Regions from separate parts of the Mus musculus genome. Here region 2 is linked to region 1. Evidence: chromatin contacts called from public promoter capture Hi-C data. All regions are on one chromosome and are shown on one strand. The core of a region is the stretch at or near the end of the contact, and the rest is flanking DNA. Distances in the headings are between cores, read along the strand shown. Region 1 holds the start of Ihh (Indian hedgehog). Region 2 holds the start of Speg (SPEG complex locus).

Region 1 (5,974 bases), core at 3,436-5,935:
CCCACTAGATTCTGTCGTGAATTCCAGAGGCTGGAGGTCAGCAAAGCTGCTACTGTGACCTGAACCCAAGAGAGCCTTGTGGAAATAGAGAAGCTGGCTTAGCTTTGCTAGGGTCTGTTCTACCACTTGATCAAATACCTCCAAGAAATGGCCCTCCCAGAGTGGCATTCTAAGGACTGTGACAGAGCTGACCCGTGGAAAAAACAGGCTCCTGAAGCATCCCCAGATCGAGTGCTCAGGGGGTGGGGCAACGACAAGGACAAAGCCCATCATTTTCAGTTCATATGTTGGTCCCTTATGCGGGGGGGGGGGGGGGCGGGGGCGGACATAGTGGCGTCAGATGGTGGAATGGAGGTCAGCGTTTGGAGTCAGGAGTAATGAACAGGATGGGCCACTTGGCGAGCTGACCTTTGGACCGGTGTTTATAGATGAAGTGGGTATGATTTTAGGTACACACAGTTGGAAGGGTCAGGTTGTGGGTGGGGGTAGTAGGTAGGATCACCCTTGTGAAACCCGGGGGAATCAAAAATACCCCCCCAAAAAAGTCTAGTGTGCCAGTCTTTGAGTGCAACTACTATATAGTCCTATGTAGAGGGGGTGTGCAGTCGAGTGGGACCCACAGAACCATGTGAAGCATTTGTGAGTGGGTTAAGTGTAAGTGACAGGGACACTGGTGAGACTGGGGATGAGGGGCAAGGCTCCAGTGCCTGCCAGTTCTGATCAACAAGGCGGCCAATCTGGGAAAAATCCACTTTATTGAGTCCATTTACCTCCAAAATGTCCAGCTTTGGGGCTCTGGGGAGGAGATTGGGGACGCCTGCGCCCCTCTGGGAGGCCTGACCTGCATTTGCGTGGTAGATTCTGAAACTCTAGGCTTCTGGTCGGGCACTCTGATGTCTAGACACACTCTGGCCCCTAGCCCCATCATGCCTTGTTCTGCATGGGCCTGGATCGGGGACAGTGGTGCCTGCCAACCTGGCTTCCTTCATCTCTTCAACTTGTTCTGTCTTGCACTTCCTGTGGCAGTCTCTGGGCTGTGGACCACCAGGTCAGCACTCAGTGGTTCGGGAAATAGGCCCTGTCTCTCTAGGCTCCTGCCGGGACACTACCGGACATGGGAGGAGCAAGCAGTCCAAAGCAGCTGCAGGGAGCGCTGCCGCCGCCGCCGCCGCCGCCGCCTCGGAAATCCTCTTCCCTCGGGTCCCCGCCTCCATCCCCCGGAGGCCATCTTCTCCTTGGCCCTAGCGGGCTTTGCGCTGCCTGCCCACTCCCTGCGGCCCCGGCCCCGGGCCCAGCCCCCCGGCAGCAGCGGCTCACCAGACTTGACAGAGCAATGCACGTGGGCCTTGGACTCGTAATACACCCAGTCGAAGCCGGCCTCCACTGCTAAGCGCGCCAGCAGTCCATACTTATTTCGGTCACGGTCTGAGGTGGTGATATCCACCGCGCGGCCCTCATAGTGTAAAGACTCCTCTGAGTGATGGCCATCTTCATCCCAGCCTTCGGTCACCCGCAGTTTCACACCAGGCCACTGGTTCATGACAGAGATGGCCAGTGAGTTCAGACGGTCCTTGCAGCGCTGTGGAGGGGAACGAAGTTCGAAGTTAGGGAAAGGAAGCCACCCGGTGGGGAGCAGGTGACAGAAGATTCGACAGCACTCATGGGACTTGGAAAACTTGGAAGGACCTCTGCCCTTTTCCCTTAGGAGTAGAGGACTCTAAATGTGTTCTCCCAGTCTAGCAGCTTTGAGTCCCCAGGGACCTAGGCCACACAGTGGCGCCACGGATCTGGAGGACGCATGGAGTCATGAACTCTCAGGGGACTCTTCTCCAGTCTGTGGAGATCCACTTGGCTCCCTGTCACTTGCTTGGCGTTTGGATTCGCCACAAGGGTAGCTATGCTTTTCCAGGGCCCGGTTGCTCGGTTTTACCTAGGCATCAAGGTGGGTTGTCTGTCACGAGGGAGGAAATTTTAACAGCCTGCGGGCTGGCCTGCTGGGCATGCAAGGCCAAAGGTGCCCAGTAGGTGTCACCGCAGCCTCAGAGCTGAGGCCACCAGACACCGAGCCCTGCCAGTACGGCAGGTGCAGACCCAACAGCGGCCCGGATCTGGGGGTGGGGGTGAGGGTTGGTAGAAATTTCTAGTTCTTCTTAGATTCCGCCAGCAAGTGACACGAAACGTTCCCGTTGGAACCTTCTTTTGAACCCACACCTGCCTATGCTTAGCTGGAGACACCTCAGGCAGAGAGCCAGTCCCCCTCCTCTCTGACTTGGACACAGGGAGACCCCCTAGAAGGGACCTGTAAACTCTCCCACCTCCACCAGGGTGTAGTGTCCCTATTTAGGAAAGGATGGAGAAATAACCGAGCCTATGATCTCAAGAAACTGGCCCTGAATCCTTGGATCTTCCTTGAACAGCGACACCCTAGGGGGATCATCAGTGGCTGCCTATTCATGAATCCCTGTCCTTTGCCCAAGGGACCGTGCACTTGACTGAAGGAAGGGGGTGGAGTTTCCACCTACGAGGAAGGAGCCCTCCACTAGTCTTTAACACCTAGGTAAGGTGTGAGATCCCGCCAAGTATCTATCAACCTACCTCTGCCCCCACAGAGCCTAGGCCCTTACAGACCCTTGGACTTAACCTCAAGAGCCAACAGTGACTAAATCCATACTGTGCAGCCTGGCTTGAGGGTGCTCACTGCCCTCACCCCCACCGCCCGGGGGTGTAGCTCGGTTCTGGTAGCTCCTTCTAGATCCCTGTGATCGAGTTCTTAAACCTCACTAGCCAGCTGCCGCCTGACTCTTCCCCTCTACCCCCTCCTTCGGGTACAGAGCCTGGGCCCTCGCTGTCAATGATTGCCCAGCCTGTGGCCCGGATCCTTATCTGCATTCCTCGGCGCCCAGCCCGGCCCGGCCACCGGCCAACCTTCGGCCCCGACATCGGCCGGCCGGCCCCGGCGCCAGGGCGCATGCTGAAGGCCGTGGTTAAGCTGCTCTTCCTAAAGGCAGTCTTCTAACAGGGGAAGAGCCGATAGACCCTAGCGGAAAGGGGTGTGTATCTTTCCCAAGGCACACCAGACTTCGGAGAAAGAAGTGTGTGTCCTTGATGTCTGGTGGAGTTGGGTCCTGCTCCGTGCATGCAGAGATAAGTTAGTGTCAGCTCTGCTCCCTGCCTTCCTAGGCATCCCTACTCCTATTTCCAATCTTTCTTGTCCGTGCTACCAAGCTCAAGGATTCCCCAAGCTTGGTCTCAGAGCCTGAAGGCTCCAGCACCCCACCCTTTAACCGCAACCGCGCCGCTCAGCCCTCGCGACAGACACGTGGGCTCCCTCGGCTGGTTCCCTTTCCTACCTCTGTCTCCACATTCGACTTTCTTTCCCCTGCTATTCCTTAAGCCCAGAACCAGCCAAGTCGCTGCTCCAGGAGAGGGCAGCGCAGCTAACCAAGGGCACAAGGGAAGGGAAGGCCACGGGGTCCCCGGTGTCCTGAGCTTCTTCGCCTCAGGGATGCCAAACGGCTTCGTAATGACCAGGGCTGGGCTGTGAGAAATGTTAGGCCGAGAGGGATTTCGTGGTTCCCGGAGGCACAAGAGGCAGCCAGGTCCAGGTACCTTCAAGTTCCAGATTTGACCTGAGCTGCCAGCACTCGCGGGCAGAGGGGCCGCCCGCCAACCTGCGGGGCTTGGCAGCGGCAGAAAGCTCCTCTCAAAGACACCGGGCGGGATCCCGGATGCTAACACTCCCGCGGGGTTCCTTGGCCAGCCCATCTTGGGCAGAAAGACACCCGGGATTCACAAGAAGGGCAGGTGCCAGGGGGCGTGCCAGGCAGTCGAGAAAAAAGGTGCTAGAAGAGAGGATAGGGCCGGGCAGGTGGCGATGCTTCGATGGCGCGCTGGGAGGACCGATCGCGCTCACCTGGGTCATGAGGCGGTCGGCACCCGTGTTCTCCTCGTCCTTGAAGATGATGTCGGGATTGTAGTTGGGGGTGAGCTCTTTGAAGCGCTCAGAGCTGCGCGCGATCTTGCCTTCGTAGCGCCCGCTGGCGCCCAGGGTCTTCTCCGGCACGTTGGGGCTGAACTGCTTGTAGGCAAGAGGCACGAGCTTGCGAGGCGGCCTCCGGCGGCTGCCCACCACCCGGCCCGGCCCGCAGCCCCGCGCCGCCGGCACCAGAAGCAGCAGCAGCAGGAACAGACAGAACCGCAGTCGGGGCCGGAGCCAGGCGGGAGACATGGCCGGGTAGCCCGGGAGAGCAGCGGGCGAGGGCGCCTGGTGGGCTGATAGGTGGGCGCGTGGCTGGGACAGCTTCGGGGACTCAGGCGTCTGGGTGGCTCTTGGGGACTCCATGCGGGGGCGCCATGGGCAGCGCGACGCGGCTCAAGGCCGACGGGACTCAGGTGCGGGGCGGGGGCCCGGGGCCCTGGCTGGTGGCGGCGTGCTGTCCCCCTCGGCGCCTCGACTCTGAGCTGCCCGGCTCGCCGGCCGCCAATAAATAGGCCGGCCCGTTTGTTTTGGCAACGCGGCGACGGCGGGGGGCGGCGGGCGGCGGGGCTGAGGGCCGGCGGGCTGGGCTGGGCTGGCCCGGCCGGCGGACTGAAGGGACCCGCGGTTAGCACCCCGGCCCGGCGGTCAGGCGGCTCGGGCAGAGCGGGAGCTGCTGCCGTCTGCGGCGCAGCCCGGGGTCGAGTGAGAGGGGAAATGGAAGAGATCCGGGCTCGGGACCCGCGCAGACCGCACCCTATCCATGTCCCTGCCTCCTGCGCGCTCGACAGCGAACCTGCAGCAAGGGCAGCACAGCCTCCTCCCCCTCCGGCGGGCGGCCCCAAGGCTAGCCAGCCCTGTCCCGCGCGCTCCTCAGCCGCGCGTCCACCCGCCCGCTGCCCTTTGCGCCCCCTGCGCTGCCTGCGATTGTCCTCCTGACGGGCCTCACCCCACCCTGGTCTCTCCTTCCCGTTCCTTGCGGCTCCTGGGAGCCCCACCAGGCGCAAATCTCCTGGACAGGAGATGCCACCCCCACGGAGACCGCAACCCACGTCGCAGCCGGACGCAAGAGGGGGGTAGTGGCCGGACCGCACAACCGCCTACGGTGTCCCCTGCGGAGAAGCAAACCCGAAAGCTGGAGGTCATTCATAACCTGGTGCCCCACCCTGGCCCTGGCAACATTCCCTTTCTCAGCTTGGAGGAGCAGGGTTCTGTATTGACCTGGTGCACAGCTGGGGACCCTATACTGCCCAGTACAGAACTAGGGGATGCGGGTGGAGGCAATGTAGCCTTGTCAGGAGTCAAATAGGACTGGAAACACTGTTAAAAACAAGGGAGAAAGGCCATACAGAATAACAGCCTGAAGTGGGGACATCCACAGAGAGGGAAGAGCACTGAGCGTGCTGCATAAACAACAAACAAACAAACAAGCAAACAAACAAACGGATCCCAATCCACCTGCAGACGGGCACTGCCTGGGAATCACTCGCTCCTCCTCGTCCTACTTCAGAAGTGTTAGAAGCCACGGACTCTGCAGAGACTGCCCGGGAAGCGAATGAGGGTTGTGCACTTTAATAGAACATCCAGGAAGGCAGATGAATTATAATCTATACTGCCCAAACCAGAAGACGCAAGTGTGTTAACGGGCACAGATCACCACCACAATGTCAAATCTTGTGCTGTTTGCGACGGGTTCCACAAATTTAATAAAGTTATAATTAGAAAGCTCAATCTTCCTCCCTCACCCTCACCCTCAACCCCTTCCTTTCTTTACAGATGGAGTCTCTCACCTACGGAGTCCAGGCTAGCCTTGAGCTCTGGATTCTCTTGCTTCCATTTCCGGAGTGCTGGGATGGCAGGGGAGTAGTACCACCATGCTAGACATGCTAGAGAAATCATGATGCTACACACACACACACACACACACACACACACGTGCGCGTGCACCTTCCTCTACCAAAGGAAACCGTGATGATCTATATTTGAAGTTCAAGTCAT
Region 2 (5,902 bases), core at 1,467-3,966, 420 kb after region 1:
ATAAGCATCCCCAGGGACTGGCCTCTATGTCTGTGTTGCTCGTGGCTCTGTTCCTGGTCAATGAAATGGTGCCAGCCTCATAGGACGAACTCAAGAATGTTTGCTGAAAGAACAGATGCACCCCATGTGTGGCTACTCCCATGCATAGATGAGGAAACTGAGGTTCAGAGATGCTAAGTGATTTGTTCAAGGGCACATGGTTCATTTATTTAACCCACCAACTTGTCAATGAGCCAACATTTCCAGACCCTCCGCTGCATTCCCTGTGATGGTGAGGCACAATGTTATTTAAATGGTTTTGCGTGATGAGCTTTGTGTGTGTGTGTGTGTGTGTGTGTGTGTGTGTGAGAGAGAGAGAGAGAGAGAGAGAGAGAGAGAGAGAGAGAGAGTTAATAGGGGGAGGTGTGCTGGTGTACCCACCCATGCATGCATATGTAGAGGCCGGAAGTTGATGTGGAGTCTCTTCTCTATTGCTCTTCAACTTAGACTTTAAGACAGGATCATTCACCGAGTCTGGAACATTCTAACTCAGGTAGGCTGGCTACCTGGCCAGAAGCCTCTAGCATTCATCCGTCTCTGCTCCTGAACACTGAGGTTACCCACCAGGATTTTTTATGTGGCTTCTGGGGACCCAAATACTGGCCCTCCTGCTTGCACAATGAGCAATTTACCATGGAGTCCCTCCTCAGCCTGACTGTGAGCTTAAAAACAAAACAGTAGCTCTTCCTTTGTTCTTGGTGTTCTGAGTCTTATGCCTTCTCCCACATTTTTTTTTTAAACCTTTTTAGAATTCAACTTACATTGTAGAATTCAATTCATCATTGGCGGTTGCCAGGGACTGGTAGACAAGGTGTGGCTGACTCCAAAGAGGATGCACACGTGAATATTTAGGGTGATGGAACTGCTTTGAATGTTCCTGGGGTGGAAAATACACAATTTCATGCATTTGTCAAAAACCGGAGGCCTGCACATCACAAAGAGTCAGCTTTAATGTATGCAAACTACATGAAAAGACATCCCCTAAGGCTCTTAATCTTTATGGACATAATTCAGTGTTTAAATTGTTTCTTCTGTACTGTGCACCTGGGAATGCATGCCCATGCTCTCAAGCACACACACACACACACACACACACACACACACACACACACACACACACACACACGCATGCACATTTTGACTTAAGTATCCCAGAATGAATGTGGTTCTTTTATTTAACCAACCAAAAAAAAAAAAAAAAATCAAGAATACTCTCTTCATCTCTGAATGACCCTGGCTTTCAGCCTTTCCTAATGTTTATCCCTTAGCTCAAGGTCAGTTCTAGATCTGTAAAGGTGTGTGTGTGTGTGTGTGTGTGTGTGTGTGTGTGTGTGTGTGTGTGCAAATGGAACTGATGACCTCAGGAATCCTATGAAAGTCCCTTGAAATGTAAATTCATATTCTGTATATGCAGTTGTCAGATATAACAAAGAAGAGATAGATAGATCCTGTGGTCATTTCCCAGTGGTGACATCTTGTATGACTACTAAGAAAGTGACTTTGGGATGGAATATCCAGATCATCAGATTTAACAGTTTTATATGCATTCATGTGCCTGTGTGTACATGCGTGCTTGTGTGTGCGTGTGTGTGTGTGTGTGTGTGTGTGCGCGCGTGCGCATGTGTGTGTGTGCGTGTGTGTGTGTGTGTGTCCATCCCCCAGGGACTTCTCTCTACGGGAAAGAAGAGCTTCTGCGCTATCATCCAAGAAGTCTGTGTGGGTCCCTGGCTGACCTTTGACCTCCAACCTTCACGTGCAAAGCCTCTGTCACCTTGATTCTTTCCCTGCCTTTCCCTGTTGATCTGTCCTTCAGAGTGAGCACAGCTGAGAAAAGTGGGCACCTGGGAAGACGGTGAGGGACTGCAACCTATGTCGAGTGGCCTGGACACCCCTGCATTTACCCCATGTGTGTGTATCCAACCTCCACAAGTTGGGCAAAGAAATCCCCCAGGCTTGAAATCAGGCACAGCGCTCCCTGCCTGGAGAATGGAATCCTCACCAACCCAACCTGTTGTCCTCATTCACACTTCAAGCCTTCCAAACCCCTCTTTTACCGCGTTGTCCTCATGCCATCCGTGTCTCCCCTTGAGGCTATTATTGCTGATTGCAATCCTAGCCAACTTCCCTTTCTATAGGTGAAGGCAAATTGAGAGAGGGTTAGGGGTCACCTGGCTGGTGAAGGTAGTAGGGTGGTGGTGTAGTGAGCACAGGACCTGCTGGGAGCTGAAAATCCACCAGAACTCCAGGCTTTGGGTCTTGGTGCTTACCAGCTGTTACGGAGGTGCTGGGAGAGGCCATTGGTCCGGTCTGCTCACCTCCACTGGGGCCTGTCTCTCCATGTGCCTCTCATCTCTGGACCTTTCCTCTTCCTCTCCAACCAGCCTAGTGAGACTAGGGCGCTGGGGCCCGAAGAAAGGAAGCGGGCCTAAGCCCAGGGGTAATTCGACTCCCCCAGATTTCACAAGCTGGGGGCGGGGAAGGGGGCGACACACCGTGGGGGAGGAGATTCTTTTAGGCCAGCTCTGGCGATGGGGGCACTGGGAGAGAGAGGAGCCACATGGAGTCCAAATCCCCTCCTCTGCTGCCCCCTCCCTCCACTGCTCATTCGCAACCCGAGCCGGGGGCCCTAAAAATAGTCCCTGAGGCGCAATCGCCGGCCGCCCTGGTGACCTTCTGCACAGGCCGAAAGCGGGCGGGCAGCAGGAAGGCCGGCCGCCGGCCCCATAGGACTCATCTCTTAAGGCACCATACCCCCTAGGGCGTCCCCCTGGCCTCCCAATTCTAGCGTCCCCTGCCCCTCTAGTCCAGCTCGCAGAGGCCATGCAGAAAGCCCGGGGCACGCGAGGCGAGGACGCCGGCACGAGGGCACCTCCTAGCCCCGGGGTGCCCCCGAAGAGAGCCAAGGTGGGGGCCGGCAGAGGGGTCCTCGTCACCGGGGATGGGGCCGGGGCGCCGGTCTTCCTGCGGCCCCTGAAGAACGCGGCGGTGTGTGCGGGCAGTGATGTAAGGCTGCGGGTAGTAGTGAGCGGGACACCCCAGCCTAGCCTCAGCTGGTTCCGGGATGGGCAGCTCCTGCCTCCACCGGCCCCAGAGCCCAGCTGCCTGTGGCTGCGGAGCTGCGGGGCTCAGGACGCCGGCGTGTACAGCTGCAGCGCCCAGAATGAGCGGGGCCAGGCCTCCTGTGAGGCAGTGCTCACAGTGCTGGAGGTCAGAGGTAATGCGGAGGTGGGGCCTACCTGGCAGGGCTGGGGTCACAAGGGGTAGAGACAGCTGCCCAGGCCATGCGATGCAGGTTGCAGTCCCTCACCATCTTCCCAGGTGTCCCGTTTTCCCTGATGGGCCCCTTCTGAAGGGCAGATCAACAGGGAAAGGCAGGAGAGTGTATCAAGGTAGATAGAGATGCTTCTCATAAGAAGGTCAGAGGTCAACGGTCAGCAGTTGGTGGGTCTAGCCTGAGACCCACACAGACCTCTCGGTCAATAGTGCAAAAACTCTCCTAATCCAATAGAGAGAAACCTTCTGGAGAGAAATGCCCTCGTCTGCTCCAGTGACAGACTTGAGACCTGGTGACCAGCCCCTCTCAGTATGTGTGTGTGTTGTCTTAAAGACAGGCCAGTTCTCCTGTTCCAGACCATGTGGGAGGAGATGGCTATGGCTAGACCTTCTCTCTTCATGATCAACACTGGGACAAGAATGGTGTGGTCAGAACTAGGCAAAGCAGAAGGGGTCAGATGTGTATGAGCAGGACCCAGATGTGAGAAGTGGCTGTTTGAGAATCCGTGTGTGTGTGTGTGTGTGTGTGTGTGTGTGTGTGTGTGTGTGTGTGTGTGTGTGTTTGAGGCATTCTGAGTTGTGGGAGGCTCTGGACTCTCATGGGGTTAATACAAACACACAGCCCTAGGGTAGATGTGGCTAGTGTTGAAAGCCTGTGAATCATGTATCTCTATTGAGGTTTCCATATGAGTGTTCAGAGGACACGGAAGGGGGATGCTTTGGGCTGGTGCCTTGGCTCTTGGGAAGATGGGATTCTAGGCTGATAGACTGAGGCAGAAGAGGAGGAGCAGGAGCCTCGGTCTTGTAGTTGGTCCTGTTGGAGCTGGTGGGGATGTCAGACCAGCTAGATTGTCCTGGGGTCAATGTGGGGGTTTTGTTCAGTTTCTGAGCCAAACGGTTCTCTAAACTAAAAACAGTCTTGGACCTACCAAACTTTGAAAAAAATGGAACTCTGAGGGAGTAGGTTTCATTTAGGGGAGATGGCAAAGGGCTAGGGGGTAGGGGGGCTGTTTTGATCATTTTCTTTTTCTTTTAAATTTATTTTTATTTATATTATACTGTAGCTGTCTTCAGACACTCACCAGAAGAGTGCATCAGATGGTTGTGAGCCACCATGTGGTTGCTGGGAATTGAACTCAGGACCCCTGGAAGAGCAGTCAGTGCTCTTAACTGACTGAGCCATCTCTCCAGCCCTTGGTCATTTTCTAGAGAGACATCTCATTCCATTCCATGGTACAATATAAGGGTCAATCTTTGAGATCTGGGGAGGAAGTCCAGGGATAAAAGACCTTGGCAGGTGGAGGGGAATGAAGGTTGCGTTGGAATGCAATAGGAGATGGAAGGGGGGCATTGTCTCTATCAGTGTCTTCTCTCCCCAGCGTCACCCTGCCCATTTCCTACAGTCTTCTTGTGGTCCCAGAGCTCAGGCCTGGCCTACAGATGACCCAGGGCAGCTTCCAATTGGCCTAGAAGCAGTCAGTACAGACGACTTTAACCTGGCCCAGGGGCTGGGTCAGGTTCTGGAAAAATTCTGAGCTTTCTGAGCTGAAGAAGCAGATTCTCGTAGCTTTTCATCTCTCTGTAGTCTGTAGTAAAAGAAGCTGAAAACGAACTATAACTTAAAGATTAAGGTAGATAAGAAGAATACAATTGAGAGGAAAGAGAGATGAGGTCAGGAAAGGAAGGGACAGTGGAAGAAAATGGTGGACATGGTGCTTGTTAGCTGTTGGACAGGTCCACTGAGACCCGAAGCTCCAAATGCTTCCTTGTCCAGGTGAGAACAGTGCGGACCAGAGAGGAGGAAGGTCTGCCTGAGGTAAGGGATGGTTATGGCCTGTCAGGACTGAGCATCTTGTTTGGTTGGTGATCTTGGGCTTTTCTACTGCTCAAGATGTTCTAAGAGAGGGAGAGATGGAGGGAGGGAAGGAGAGGAGTGGGGTCATAGAATTAGCTACTAGTGACTTGGCCTGACTTGTCCTCTGTGGAGATTCAGGCAGCCCCTCAGACCCCCAGCAAGGCTGTTTCCGTGCTGCTTTTGATCAGGGTGGCATAGCTAGGCATAGCTAGGCATAGCTAAGCATGGACTGGCTACACCTGGACACAGGGGTACAGTCTCCTGGCTGGGGCCGTTTTGGTGAACATCAGGGGTGAAGGGCTCAGAGTGAAGAGACCTCGAGTGCTGTGGGGCTGGGTTTCAAGTCTCTGACATTCACCTTAGACAGGAAGAGAGAAACGGGCTGAGGCATGTCTCCTTTGAGAACATGTCCGACTGTACAGCTACCAGGTTGCAGAAGAGTTCTGCCACGGGGTGAGGGGTGGCTTTGGTGATGATGGAGAGTTAACTAGAGGAGTCTGTCTTCTGCCCCTTCTATTGCCCATCCCTCCTGTCCCTGCTCAGTGACAGCTCTGGGTCCAGGGAAGCTGAGCCAATAGCTCAGCATTGCTCAGACTTCATAGAAAACACTCTTGTTTGGAATCAACAGCACAAAGATGCAAAGAACTCGAGGAAGCCAAAGAGGACCTGGCTCCAGACGGAAGGAGCAGTTTCCTGGCCATGAATGCTTTCTGGCTGGGAGAGACAGGGTGATCT

What was found. Capture Hi-C pulls out chosen DNA fragments and counts their contacts.
Region 2: a contact with region 1 is called in a promoter capture Hi-C map of liver, with 2.0 times the contacts expected there. The contact joins the promoter of Speg here to the promoter of Ihh in region 1. A contact is called at or near these places in 5 of 39 promoter capture datasets (HPC-7-derived erythroid cells, cranial neural crest, embryonic stem cells and 1 more), 3 of 484 Hi-C or Micro-C datasets (all in embryonic stem cells), 1 of 115 datasets of contacts at active chromatin or transcription factors (embryonic stem cells) and 2 of 9 other capture datasets (adipose tissue and liver).

Annotation. Positions count from the first base shown.
Region 1 is chr1:74,946,987-74,952,960 of GRCm38.p6, forward strand. It overlaps Ihh (Indian hedgehog), which reads right to left and starts at 4,686. Exons shown (of 3, transcript NM_010544.3): 1 at 3,914-4,686; 2 at 1,318-1,579. The coding sequence starts at 4,228.
Region 2 is chr1:75,372,581-75,378,482 of GRCm38.p6, forward strand. Speg (SPEG complex locus) reads left to right here and starts at 2,717. Exons shown (of 41, transcript NM_007463.4): 1 at 2,717-3,253. The coding sequence starts at 2,860. Gm15179 (predicted gene 15179) reads right to left here and starts at 2,435. Exons shown (of 4, transcript NR_037976.1): 1 at 2,307-2,435; 2 at 801-916.